Linked DNA regions of Danio rerio: region 2 is linked to region 1. Evidence: chromatin contacts called from public Hi-C data. All regions are on one chromosome and are shown on one strand. Each heading gives the region's core, a stretch centred on a gene start, on an enhancer-like site or on the middle of the called end of the contact. The rest is flanking DNA. Distances are from core to core; before and after follow the strand shown. Region 1 has its middle 67 kb from the start of cbx1a. Region 2 has its middle 27 kb from the start of cbx1a.

What was found. A called contact is a pair of places that touch in the nucleus more often than the background predicts.
Region 2: a contact with region 1 is called in a Hi-C map of embryo, with 1.6 times the contacts expected there. The contact joins two enhancer-like sites. A contact is called at or near these places in 5 of 18 Hi-C or Micro-C datasets (caudal fin, embryo and hematopoietic stem cells).

Annotation. Positions count from the first base shown.
Region 1 is chr3:22,730,999-22,738,787 of GRCz12tu, forward strand. No RefSeq gene overlaps it. Among named protein-coding and RNA genes, the nearest start is that of cbx1a, 67 kb to the right of the region's middle. Within about 2 kb of position 4,898, at least 3 of the 62 cell types and tissues checked have an H3K27ac peak or open chromatin away from gene starts, as enhancers often do.
Region 2 is chr3:22,770,494-22,778,282 of GRCz12tu, forward strand. No RefSeq gene overlaps it. Among named protein-coding and RNA genes, the nearest start is that of cbx1a, 27 kb to the right of the region's middle. Within about 2 kb of position 3,433, at least 11 of the 62 cell types and tissues checked have an H3K27ac peak or open chromatin away from gene starts, as enhancers often do.

The sequences.
Region 1 (7,789 bases), core at 3,648-6,147:
ATGCTTGTAGTGTGAGTGCAAAGCACGTCTGAGCCTGAAACTGAGACGTGACTTGTATAGGACTGTTTCATATGGATTTATTAATCATTCTTACTGATCAATGAACGCAATATGTTGTGGATTATCAAAGACACAAACCCATTACTGCACGACAGCTGCACCTTCAGCAAACCTACTAATTCCTGCAGCACGAGGGCTTCATGATTGTTTAGGAGCGTCAAAAGTGGCTGATCTGTTCATCGTAATATTTGACTGTGCGTCACTGCATCCCAAACGACTAAAAGGATATAACTAAAGAAATCTCTACTTTGCTGAGCGAGAGCGCTTCTTACTGAACAGCGCATCATTGATGACGCATGCTCAGGCCCGAATGCGTTGTGAGTGCTAGCTGTCGGTGGAGAGGAGAGGGGGGACAAGTGTGCTTCGGCCCGGTCCAAGGCAACTGTGCACAGTGTGAGTACACCCTTTGTCTTTCTTCAACAGACAACACTAAAAAATATCAAAATCCCACTTTGAAAAGTCATGTTACTTTAATTTACCATGTCAGTATTTATTTATATTATGCCAGTGTGTAAACTATCAAACTAAAGTAATATCACCTAAAAGAGACAGTTTCAACAAAATAAGTTAAGTCAATATAGAACATTAAGTCTGTAAAAAAAATGCATTAAGTGCTGAAGATTGTGATAGTAAGTGTTGTATTGTTGTCTGTCAGGTTGTATCTCAGCGTTAATGTGCTTTTTAAATAAATTAATAAAAAAAAAAACAGCTGCTTGCTATCAGAGCCAATAGACGGCCGATTGCTTTTACTCCAGAATGGCAAAGTCGCGGAGCTGTTGCTGGGTGCTGCTGTTGCAATGGATTGTTCTATTGAGTGTCGCCTGTTGGTGATTCTAAGTTCTGTTATAAGAATACACAAGACATATCTCGTTTAGTTTAGAATAGGGGAAAGTGTAACGATCAATAAGGCAAATAAAGCCCCTTCTTCTATAACAGGAACCAATGATCGATCGTTATAGACTGAAGATTCTCCGGGGGAAAGGTTCGGACCAGTTTGACCAAAAAGGCTCGAACCAGATTGGTGGTCAACAAACTGCACTGGAATCTCAGCGAATACTTGCTTGACAGACATAAAAAATGTATACAAATAAAGCTTGAAAAACATTTAAATGAGCTAAGTGTACTTGAAAACAAGTTTGTTGGTTTTATAATCTAGAGGAAACTAACGTGAGGATGGTACAGTCCATCCTGTCAAATGCACATCACATCACAGCAACTACTCAAATGCCCAATAACTTGTAAACAAAGAGTCGCTGTCATTTCTGGAGGAGATTCGCCATCAAGATCAAGCTTTTGAATACTTAAGAAGAGATCAGACGATCATTATTCAGAGGATGATATTGTGTAACTAGGCCATAATTGAGGTTGGTGTCATGATTGCATTCATTTATAAGCATGCATGTGCATTAGCTTGGGCAACCTAAAAAAATGCCAGATTAGTTTGATTCAGACGTTTAGAAACACCTTTTGAGACCATTGTTTATTTTTTATTTATGATTACAAATATATAATGTAATTGTAAGCTTGGTAAACAGTTTTGGAGAATTTGATGTTTCCCTGTTTAAACAAAATGCTTGACCATACTGTCTGAGAGGCGTTTCAAAGATGGCCACAGAGTTAAATGACTTGCCTTAAAGGAGGTTTGCTAAACCCATCAACTTCCATAGTTGGAAAAAATACTATGTAAGTTAATGTTCATCAACAGAAAAAGGCAAACCAACAAGTAAATAATGACAATTTTAATTGTTGGGTGAACTGATCTTTCGCTCCCCATTTAATGTTTGATATTTTAGTTTTTTCAGCTTTAAGCTTTTGTTTTTCTACATCTTGATACAAAAAATTCAAGATTTTCATGATTTTCAATTCAATTGTCAGTGTCACACAAGCCTGACATGGCCAGTATGAGTAAAACCTCAATAGAAAACTCAGTTAGGTTTACTAATCTGAAACATTTTTACTCTTCTGAAGAGACCACCTGGATTTCAATAATTTGGGTGTTGGTCAAGTTGTTGAAGAGCATATTATATGTAATCAATCAGTCTGACCATGCTGGAAAACATTGGTCATCAGTTTCCTCATTCACTGACCTCACATCCACCTGCATCTTTGAAGTCAATCCTGAACTTTTAAAATGAACAATGAAGAAGAGGAAGAGTTTGTCATGCACCTAATAGATTAGCTTCGTCTTCAGCACATAGAGAAGATTCATAGCTGCAGGTGGAGAACCAGATGAAAGAAAAAAAGTGTAAGAGTTTACATGTATCGAGTCATTCAGTGGTGTAAAATTACTCTCATCTGACCTCCTGTTTGGTCAGAAGCACCCTGAGGTCAGTAAGTTTCACCTTGACCGGATCTCAAACACCAAGTTTCACACACCAGCTGCTCAAGTTAAAGTGTTACTTTGCTGCAGGCAAGAAATTGGGTTTAGTTCTCTTAGAATCTCACTCAAATGGCAAATGACGTACATGTTGCATTGCTTTGAGGTAATTCAGCTAAATATATGTAAAATGCTTTAATATATTGAAATAAATCATTTATTTTAATACAATTGACAATTATTTACATATAACATCCTAATGCTGTTGAATTGACATTTTTTATTTATAAAATAAAATATTTTATTTAGATTTAAGTGTCATATTTAAAACTAATATTAAAATATAAATGTTGTAATGGTTGTAAAACTAAAATTGCTAAATATTATTGTTTATATATAATGTATATTTTGTGTGTGTAAATATTTTTGTTAGTCATAGTATGTCATAATTTTTTATGCATCATACTTAAAATATAAACAACAGTATTAATTTAACAGAACATTTTTAAATGTATAATTTTTTTCATTATTTCAGAATCAAGCTTAACTAACTTATTAAAACTGAATCACCACTAGGGGGCTAACTGTTGTACAGTTTATAGAAATCAAGTCACAGACCCGTAAGAGGCTCTGACACAGCAACCTACACAGCGCTTATTTGTTTTAGGGTGTTTATATATTGTCACTGGTTAGCTTGAGGACCTCGTTGTTCACCATCACACTGCTTTCTGACATCGACACAGGTCTCAGTTTCAGTGTTTGAAATCAGTGATTCATCTTACAGTAACACACACAGACAGATCACCAAAAAGTGTATAAGCATTAGACACAAAACTATGGTGAAGAGTGTGGACATGGTCTGATATTTTCATCAAAACAGTCAGAGAAACAATATGGGATAAAGAAATGATGAACACACATTTTCTACTTTTTTAAAAAACACTGAGGCTGATAAATTTCAAGATTGTAGCTAAAAAGATTGCTACAAAACTGTTCCTGAATATCAATCAAGAGTGTATACAGCAAATAAAAGGCCATGCATCGTTTTACTTTCTACCTGTGTGTTGAGGTATTAAATAGGCTGCTTAATGTATCAAAAAAATCTCTTTATTACAATAATAGTATATGAAATAATATGCATCAAGATTTATTTTATGAGCCAAAAATGTATGCATTGCATGTATGGGTTGTTTATCCAAATTTGACCCATCACACGAGGACTTATACTATCTTTATACCTGCCTGCCTTACGCTATTGGCTGGACCTCAGTCAGAGCTGAAAGCTAAAAATTAATATTAACGGTGAAAATACAGACAAGCGCAAATAAAAATTAGAATATCCACCAAGGTTTTCAGTGTTTTAAAGTCTAAATGTTGGCACTTTGCACAATGTTTTTTTTACTTGAATTAGATCAGAAATGTAACTATCATCTTTTTGTTAGTGTGTTTATTACATTATACATGAATATAGGCTAAATTGTCCGCAGTGTCTGTGTGTGAATGAGTGTGTATGGGTGTTTCTCAGTGTTGGGTTGCAGCTGGAAGGGCATCCGCTGCGTAAAACATATGCTGGATAAGTTGGCGGTTCATTCCGCTGTGGCGACCTCTTATTAATAAAGGGATTAATCCAAAAAGAAAATGAATGAATGAATTTATTACAATCAATACAAGAGTATTTCCCATATCCGGCAGCCCTGGTATTTGACATTAACAAATGTTGGGTGTATTAAATTATTTTAATTTCAATTAACCAGCTGCTAATCAATAAAATATTAGATATTTCCTTGTTTTAAAGTGTTTAAAGAACAATTGTTTTAGGGTTTGTTTATTTTTACGATTTATTTTATACTATTTTATATTTAAGTTGTGCTGTTTTCACTATTCGTCAGTACTGAGTGTTCTAAAAAAAATGTTAGTAACCAAAATGTTTATGATCCCAACTGATTTCCATAATATAGAAAAGATACTTTAAGTGGTGGACCACTATGGGGATCAACAATGGTGTGTGACAAATGTTCTTCAAAATATCTTATTTTGTTTTCCAAAGAAAGGAACTCATACAGTTCACATTTCAACTGAAAGAAAAGAAAAGTTAGTAAAAAGTGAACATTTTATTTCTTTACCTTTAAGAGTACATATGTTGTTTCTTATATTATAATAATATTACTGAATATACCCATACCTTAAAATATATACCTCAACATATGTTAACAGCATGTAATATGAACATCACTTTATCACCCAAAATACCTCATGCGGCAGTAAAATGGTACATTGGATTAAAGAGTAAAACCTTTTCCCACTCCCATAGTTGAATCCTTTGCTTCTGTATTATCACTTCCCACTAAAACAGCCAGCACTTTGTAGAGGGTGTATAAGAGAGTTAAACCTAGTCTCCGTCTCAGATTTCTCTCTTTTCCTTTCCATCTATTCTACACACTTTCCGTCAGGCCTCTCTCTCTCTTTCTGCTGTGTTTGTTCAGTGGTCCCTCTGTACCTCTCTGCCTTTGTCAGGGCTAATGTTCTCAAATGGAGGGAAATTAAAGCAGGGAAGCCATGCGTGTCGCACACTAACTCTTCCCCCTGCGGGCCTATTGGTTCGCAGCATGAATACTGATGAAGGCACATGGTTCCTCAACATCTCCTTCACACCTCCATCTACACAGTCACACGCATGAAATATACATGCAGAACGGAGAGGGAGAGACAAGCTGAATTTATTGAGGTACTGGCACATACACACACACGTACACACATACACACACACACACACACACACACACACACACACACACGTACAAACACACACACACACACGTACACACACACGTACACACACTTCTGTAACTCATAAAAGGCCACCTAAAACTTTGAAATACACTGCAGTTCAAAATGTGGAGTCTGCTCTCAATAACGGAGACTTAAGTCTTAAAACAATATTAGATTTTATTGGGTTATAGACTTCAATACACTTCTTTTCAGATTATGCCTCATGACTAGGGTTGGTTAGTGCTTGTTTTTTATGATACAGGGGCTAAATTTACATTTTAAAATCTGTATGGTGCTTAAATAGTGTCAAACATTAAAAAAAGACCTATGAAAATGTTGAATGACATTAAAGTTAAAGAGGTGAATGTGAATAAATAAATAAATATCCATACAGTCACAAAATGTAAGCCATTTAATCCAACGATGTGTGACAGTAAATAACAGTTAAAGTGCTTTTAACAGCAAAATAATCTTAGTCTGCTATGAACTAGGGTTGACCAATATTTGAAAAAACTGAAATTGCAATCTATTTTTTCTGCAATATATATTGCGATATAAACACAATGTCACCAGATGACTTTAATAGCTTGGTTTGGTAAGAGTTCATTATTTTTGATTGATTGGGATGATTTTGTTTGGAAGGGTACATGTCTGCATAAAATATAATAAATTACAAACACAGATCAATATAAAAGAGCAAAGATGAACATAAAAAAACTGTGCTTTAAAGTTTTTTTTTTGGCAAATATGGAATAATTTCACATTTTACAGCATATAGGCTTCATTATATAAATAATTATATGCAATTAATCTTTAAGCTACAAGCATTATAATTTACTGCGCTTAAATGAACTTGAAATGCTTACACGTTGACATTGCAGATCCTGCAATACAACTATTGCGGATTTTCGCATCACAATATTGACACTAAAACAAATCATGTAGCCCTACTCTGAATTAGCTTTAAACTGTAAAAATTCTTTTTCAGAAATATTACCATATTTGCCTTATATATTTACCATATTTGCCTTCAATAACAAAATATGACATCACTCCAGATGTACTGCATCATGCCTTATCATGAGATCAATATATATATAATAATTTAAGTCAGACGTAGTTTCTAAGTTACACAGTATATCAAACAACATCCTGCTGTGTCTGTGCTTTCACAAATGTTGTGATTTATAATGTCTTTCAAAGCTTATGCGTGGGCTGCTTACACTGTACATCATATAGTGCATCCGGAAAATATTCATCGCTTCACTTTATCCATTTGTTTATGTTACAGCTTTATTCCGAAATGGATTAAATTAATTTATTTTCTCAATTCCACACATAATAACCCATAATAGGAATGTGAAAAAAAGATTTTTTGAAATGGTTTTTAAATTAATTAAAAAAAATAAATAAATAAATAAATCACATGTACATAAGTATTCACAGCCTTTGGTCAATACTTTAATTGCTGCCAAAGGTGCATCAACAGAGCCTCAAGTCTTTTCGAATATGATGCCACAAGCTTGGCACATCTGTCTTTGGGAATTTTTGCCCATTACTCATTGCAGTACCTCTCAAGCTCTATCAGGTTGGATGGGAAGCAAGGGTGAAGAGCCATTTTCAGATCTCTCCAGAGATGTTCAATGGGATTTAGGTCTGGGTTCTGGCTGGGTCACTCAAAGACATTGAGTGTTGTGATCACTCAGCTTAGATGGCCGGCCAGCTCTAGGAAGAGTCCTGGTGGTTCCAAACACCTTCCACTTACAGATGATGGAGGACACTGTGCTCATTGGAACTCTGAGCAGCAAAAATGTTTTGTAACATTCCCCAGCCTTGTGCCTTGAGACAATCCTGTGTCAGAGGTCTACAGACAATTCCTTTGTGTTCATGATTGGTTTGTGCTTTGACATGCACTGTCAACCCTGGGACCTTATATAGACAGGTGTATGCCTTTTCAAATTATGTCCAATCAACTGAATTCAACGCAGGTGAACTCCAATTAAGCTGCTGAAACATCTCAGGAATGATCAGTGGAAACAGAATGTACATGAGCTAATTTTAGAGCTTCACGGCAAAGGCTGTGAATACTTATGCACGTGATTTTTCAGGTTTTTTATTTTCAATAAATTTGCACAACTTCAAAAAATCTTTTTTACATTGTCATTATTGGGTATTTTAAGTATTTTTTAGGAAATAAATGAATTGAATCCATTTTGGGATAAGGCTGTAACATTAAAAGAGTGAAAAAAGTTAAGCTTAAATACTGAGAAAAATTACCTTTATAGTTGTCCATGTGAAGTTGTTAGCAATTCATATTAATCCAATACTAGGCTTAGGAATTTACAAAAGAAACATGATCTTAAATGATTTTTGTCATTAAAAAAGTTTGATAAATATGTGTGTGCATATTTCATAGTCCAGGGTGACGTATTTAGGCTACGATCAATGACTCAAGCCTCAATTACTAGCTCTAAAATTATGTTTAATAAAAAAAAATGAGTCTTGTGAGAAAGACGCATAGGAAATTAGCTAACACACAAGAGCATTTTATGGTAAAAAAAAAAAACGAAAGAAGCTTACTTAACTAAAACAATAAACGATGTGCTTTGCATGTGGTTACACCAGCATAAGGGAATACACCCA
Region 2 (7,789 bases), core at 2,183-4,682, 38 kb after region 1:
GCAGACACATACATTGTGATATCAATGCTGAAATTATATATTGTACAACACTACTAGCGCGTAAGTGTATTATTTGGTGTGATATTGAATGTACTTCAAAACCTTTTTAGTTACATTTTAGCTAACTGTATCAGAATTATATTAAAATAAAATAAAATGTCAAAATCTCTTAAACTTGTGTTTACCAGACGATTAGCAAAATACCCATTCAAAAACATTAACTTCGGGGAAAAAGGAACCGAAAGTGTAAATTCACAGCAGCACCTCTATATTTATTTAATTTGTGCTAATGCTAACTAGGCAGACTCTATCCTGAATTTGAAGTATATTTTGTCGAATCCCCATTACATTGCATCTTTCTGGTCACCACCTCTAACGCCTATATCATCACATTCTTCATACATCCTTCCACATTTGCACATTTGAGTCTATATCGGTCTCGTCTTTCCAGTGTCTTTCAATCTGTCTGCACTCATTTGTTCTCTCAATCCTTTCCGCTCTCTCTCTCTCTCTGTTGACAGTAATGATGAGCTATGTTCAGTCAGGCTGGAGATGAGAGACACATCAATCTGTCTCTTCTGACACACTTTACATTTGATTTGTTTTCACTGGGCCAGAGTTCCACACTAAAGCTTCGAAAGGAAAGTGAGAGAGCGGTATCATTCAAAAGGTATCAGAGACTCATATAGATGCTAAGCTTTAACGCACCAGAAACTTTATGTTCCCACAGTCACCTAAAAAGAGCAGCAGACCTTTATGTTACCTTTTGAGATTCATTTTGAAGAACACATGGAGTTCAGAGGCATAATTTTCTCCTCTCTTATTTCAGAACCATGTGTTTGTGCTGGTGTTGTTGTACTGCAGCTGTTGGTGTGTGTGAAAGTGTGTGTTTGTGTGGCCGCAGGCGGTGTGTTCTGCAGTAATGGGAACGGTGTTTGAGGCTGAAACTGTATTAACAGGATAATTGAGTTGCTCAATCAGGCGAAGCTGAATTCTGTAAAGATTTGTAGAGTTGGGCTGAATAAACCACCTCAGCCTTTCTCTTGTACCCACTTTCTGCTTTCCTTTCCTTACTTTATTACACTCCACCTATTCTCTGCCACACAAACATTTGATGCAATTTGAGTAAAGGGTTCCACACAAATGTAGTGGTTTCATGCTAAAATAATAAAGTTTACTCCAGTACAATGTAGAATTTACACCACCCCCAAGCCTAATCCTCACATAAACCTGTTGACATCTGTATATTTCAAACTACTGGACTCAAAAGAAGTTTCAAACTCAATTTCTAAAGTCTTTCTAATCACAAACTCGAATTTTAAGTTAATCTTACATAAGAATATATATATATATATATATATATATATATATATATATATATATATATATATATATATATATATATATATATATAAAAGAATATATATATATATATAAAAGAATATATATATATATATATAAAAGAATATATATATATATATATATATATATATATATATATATATATATATATATATATATATATATATATATATATATATATATATATATAAAAGAATATATATATATAACCCAGTGGTTGAGATCGTTCATACAATTTACCCACATTTTGGTTAAAGCACCAAGAATTGGGAATGATTGGAAACAATTCTCCAAGTATCAATCCAACTGAGCATTTGGTTGATGTCTACAACCAACAACTTTGACTCTCAGCCGTTTTATCTTGAAAGTTGTTAAGGGATCTGCTGCTAATGTGGTGCCAGATTTCACAGGGCAACTTTAGGTATAATGCAGATTCCAAGGCTTTTTCGGCAGCGGATGGAGGACCAACAATTTATTAGACAGGTGAACAGTGTTTTTGCTCACTAGTGTGGTGTTCCATTTATAGCAATCTTAGAAGCCGATCAAACCGAATGAGCTTTTCCATTCTAAAAAGGTGAGGTGTACCACACTGCCTTTTTTGTTGTTTTGTTGTTGCAGTTCGCCTTCTAAGTCAATAGCCAGCGACTGAATCAGCTGGGTATTGTGCACGAGTGTGGCTGTTGATATTGGTATAATTTTAGTATTTAATAAGATTGTGAAATTCAAGATTTAAATTATATTTAATTTGTTTATTGCCATCTGCACAGTAAGGAAACAATTTTCTCTGTACAATGACGTTCTTTGCCACCACAGTGAAGTCATACACATATACACAGAAGTATATATAATGTATATATATAAACGTAAACAATGTACAAATCTTAACATTTGTGAGTTATACAGCAGCACAGGAAAACTCAAAACAGCGACCACTAGTCTCTCTTCCATCTCTAAAACTCTCTGCAGTCTACTTGACAACACAAACACTGTTGTCACCTTAACGGAAATCCCGCCTCTGCCTTCATTTGATTGGTAAATGAAAAGACGCAATTGGTGTTACACGCTTCTTCCGCTCAGAGTTTACTTTTTTTTTTAATTCTAAAAAGTAACCTCTCAACGCAAAAAGCGCGTTCGGTGTGATCAGCCCCTTATAAGTAATATATCGAATATCAAGATTTTCAAAAGACTTTGTGTTTTTGACGTTCACTCCAGCAACAAGTAAACCCTTATAGATAATCCAAAGCATTTTCAGTTTAAAACTCCTGATGTTCATAGACCTCAAAGTGGTGTTAAAAGCCCAAAGCATATTCAACATGATCTCACAGCAATTCATAACTTTTTGGTTTAGTTGCAAATTCGTATGAATTCATACAATCTCATTTCTACAATTTATTACAATTTCCTAATGCCGCAATGACGGTTGGGTTTAGGGGTGGTGTTGGGTGCCACGCCTCCTTTTTAAAATCGTATAATTTCGCAGAACTAAACTCATGCAACTTCAAACGAAATAGCCACTAAACTGACAAAACACGATATAGTTATGTTTCCTTGTGAGATCAGGCTGGCAGTTCACTTTGAGCATTACATTTTTTGCAGTAATAAGTTTATCCAAGTTTAAGTTTTTGATTGGTACACCCCCAGAAGCAAACTTCAGAATACAATCAAAGCATTGGAGGGAGCTCAGAAAGAGTCTTGTTTTGATATATTTTTATAGTATAATTTATATAGTATTTTGTTTTACTCCAAAGAAATACTATTTTTAATTAATAGTAGTAAAATTATAAAACGCATTATAATCCCCCATTAATAAAAGGAAGTTTTCATAAGATTTTTTTTGGTAATGAACATCATGTCACAACTGCTGTCAAGCCATCTGAACCCAAATGATTCCACGTTTCCTGTGTGTTGTGAACAGAACAGGCTTCCACTCTCAGAAGAGAGTATGAACGTGGCCTGTGAGACTTTACTGACGGTTGATATAAACTATACCTTCTCTCTCTCTCTCTCTCCAGATGGTAATGTTCTCTTTCTCGTCCCTGTGCAGACTCAGCTCCTGTATGGAAGGAGATTTATGGGGGCCTTTCGTCTCAAAATCACCACTCTGAGTCCCCACACACACCAGGGTGTGTGTGGGTGTGTTTGACAGCATATCTCAGCCTTGCAGCTTGTGTGTGTACATTCTTCCCCACTGTGCATGTAGGCGCGCGCACACACACACACACACACACACACACACACACACACACACACTCCAAAATGCAACCACACAAACACACTGCAAACAAACAGGGGAGTATGGCAAATAAGAGTGTGTGGTTCACAGGCAGGAGGCTTGTGTGTGTGCTCATCTGCAACCTGCTTGCTCTCTCATTTTCAATCTCAGCCCAATTAATTTAGCAGAATTAATCTCTCGCTGTGCACAGCCGTTCCTACAGCACGCGCACACACACACACACACACACACACACACACATACACACACACACACACACACACACACACCTCCCTGCGACACAAGGCACAGTCAAACATGAAATAGTGTCTCGTGCCACCATCCATCTGGCATCTTAACACACACACACATGCCCACACCCTGGTGACATTTGCAGATTGGGAGTGTGTGAGAGATGGGGGAATGATTTCCTCTCCTAATGAAGAACTTGCTGTGTTCTTGCAGGCGGAAAGCAAAGGGCGGAGGAGATGAGGACGTTTTTCAGACGCTCATTTCAATGCACTTGATCGCAAATATACTCGCAAAATGGCCTTGGATGGATACTATTCAATGATTTTGAGCAAAAGTCTGTGTGCTGATCGGTTTATGCAACAGATTACTGGTGTCAAAGGTCAGGGTCAAAGGTCAGTAAAATTACAAGCCTAATTCATAAACAACAATAGTGGTCATACTACAGAACTAATTGTATACACTGCTGATCAACAATTGGTCTCAGAAAATCGTCACTACCAGCGTCAGTCCAAGACACCAAACCCACTTTATTGAAATAGCCAGCAGCAGCCACTGCTCAATAACACTATTACAACAGTAGCATCCATTATTTTGGTGGTGTGGGTTAGATGGTATTGAATTTAAGATGACACTACGGCTGTTGAGGCAGCACAACTAGAGATAATTTAACTCCTTTCTTTCATACGGGAGACTGAAAAAAAAACATAAGATACACAAATGCAAATAAATAATCAAATTAATAAAAAACTCCATGACCCATTTTAGTATTCCTTTATTTATTTATATCTTTTAAATTCAAGCTTCTGCTTTAAATGTTCCAAAAAAAATGCTGAGAGCAGGGCTCGAAATAGCAATTGTTTTGGCCGCATATGCGCCCGAAATTTTATCTATGCGACCTCAAAATATATTTGGGAGCATTTGTGCGAGTGCATAAAATTGTTATTTTCACAGCAAAGTGTTCACCACATGCATGGAATTAGGAGACATTCCCGCATTAAGCATCTTTGCACCTAGAACACCAGACGCAGTGCTCAGGAATGGTTTAAAACAGTTGACATGTCAACTTGCTGCAGTAAACAAAGCTCGCAATGGTTGCCCCGCCTTTAAACTCTTCTTATTGGCACACTGAATGGATTGGTTAATATCAGCCGTCAATCACTCAGTTCTGATGAAAGGGCGCTACAGCAGCGAAAACGTAAAGAGCTTTAAGAGAGAAAGAAAACAACACTGACAGATAAAGTTTTAGAGACCACCTAAAGTTACAAATAATGACACATCTGATTAGTGATCATGTAATGAATGTCAGCCTAGTATTTACACTTTTCGAAGAGTGGATAAAAGACTGTGTGTTTAAAGTTCGCAATGAAAATGACTAATGCATTCACTGTAAAGCCGGTGGGACGGAGTTTTCTGGTAACAATGTTTGCCACTGAATCTACACATTAAGCACGAGATGTCCTAATGTCATTTAATCCTTTATTTAATCATTACGATGCTGTCAATCGTGCGACGTTACGGAGATTAAACTAATATTGCAGCTCATGAAAAGATCGTTATTGCTATTAAGATGACGCATGCAAATAATAAGTTATATGTCAATATCATCTGTGCAATATCAGACACTACCTGTGAGAACAGCAGTTATTATTTTTAATTCAGTTCATCTCATTCACGTCAAGCAGTGCGTGCAGGGCCGGTGAGCGCATGCAGATTTTTGTTAATTTATTAGTTAGTTGTGATTAGTGTTAATATATAAATAGAATCTGTTAATATAAAATGTGTAATAACGGTGCTCATCATTTTTGGTGGGTGTGACAAAATTTTGGAAGTTAGGAGCACCAGTGCTACCAAAAAAAAAAGGTTAATTTCAAGGCCTTTGAAAGTAATAAATCAAATATAGATGACATTGTTAATCAGTGTTTTTGTCAAGACCAAACATTGATTCTGGCCCACACACACACACACACACAGAGAGACACACAGACACACACACAGACATATATAGAGATTAGGGCTGCAAAATATTGGAAAAATCTAACATTGCGATTTTTTTTTTATTTTGCGATATATATTGTGATTAGTTCAGCAGATGGCTTAACATTCTTGGAAAAAATTAATAATGTAACAATATATTAACAATATATTGTTTCAGCATCGATATCAGGTACACATCCATAGTAATATCGCAGGGTATGCAATATTACACTATTTATCACACTTTTATCTTTGCTCTTTTGTATATCTATGCTTGTAATTTGTTTATTACAATTTAACCATAATTAACTTCCCTACAGTATTACCCCAATCAATTTTAATAGATTATTTCCAAATAGTTGTTTTCATGTTTTGTAGCAAATATATTGCAACATTTATCGCAGAAAAACTAAATAATGACATTTTTCCAATACCGAGAAGCCCTATGCCTAACAAGATGTTTTGTGAATTAACTATTGTTCAGTCGAAGACAATTTAGTAGGCGTCCTCTGTAAATGACAGCAAACACCTATGATATTATGACTTTATTTAGGTTAAAGTAATCAGGACTTGTTGTAATGTTAGAAAAACTATTAAGGCTGTTTGTGTTCATTTATTGTTTTGATGTTTGAAAACCAAACCAGTTTTATACATTTGTAGAATATCAAATCATATTAAACCTACGGAAAATTAATTATTAAAAATAAATAAACAGATAAAAAAAAAACACACAAGAACAAGTGATGAACTTATCCATTTATGTTGAAATCAGACTAATGTCCCGTCTCATGGAACACATGCTTCTGGCTGAATGCTGCATTCTGCTGTTATGATCCCTCCGCCAAATTAAATGCACATCTGAGGGGGTCTGTATGGCACCCAGCTGTCCTGCCCAATCTAGTCACTGTATGCAAGCCACAATCTTACCCGCTCACTATGCCAGCAGTTGCCCTGGTAACCCAAACCCAAAGCCAGCATCCAATCCCTCATAGAATGAAGGAGATGAAAATAGCTGGAGGTAAAAGGTAGAACATTCTATTAGTTCTAGTACTAGATATGATGTTTACAATTAAATAACAGAGACATCAAATTAAGTAGTATTTTTCTCAATCTCTAAATCAGTTAATTAATTATTTCTAACTTAATGTTTGCTTTATCCATTCAAATTCATATATATATTTTTTTTTACTTTTGGCCTTGTATAGAGACAACAGAAAACAACAGCAAGAAAATCAAAGGATGGACTCAAACAATTGTATTTAGTCGAGTTAAACCACCTAAAACATAAAAAAATAAGTGTAATCAAGCTAGAAATGTGATCTTTTCTGCACAGTAAAAATGAGATTTTTCTGATATAGAAAATACCCATGAAAATTTCACTGTGTGTAGTAATAGTTGATATACCAACAAATGTCTTTATCTGTAATGATTCATGTAATTTGTTAGAACATTATTTAGGACAAGAATTAGTTTAAAATTTATATGATCCACTCTTTTTACTCTATAAAGTGTTATTTGAAATATTGAAGACTTTCACTCGAAAACAAAACCAAAAAGGAAAAAAGAAATCAGGCATAGTCTCAGTAAATGACTTTGTTACAACCAGATTACAGAACTTTAAGCACAGCAACTTATCATAATAAATTTATTTATTTATCATCACATCAGCAACTTATGGCTATTTCATGGCAAAATAAAAATCATTTAAAAAATATTACATGATAAAAACAAATATGTATTACACTAAAAAAGTTACTTAGACAGATAAATAAATAGAAACAAAGAAATAAAATTAGCAAACAAATATATATTCAAAGATAAATTTGACTTTTCAGTTCAATTTTTGATTAATAACTTAAGGTTTTCCTGGTGGTACCTTTTTAAAAATGTCCATCAAAGTACTCTCCTTTCAAAAATGTTGTCTAATGGTATTCAAACTTCCACATTCCAACAAAATATGTTTCATGGCCAGAGAAGCTTGCAGTAATT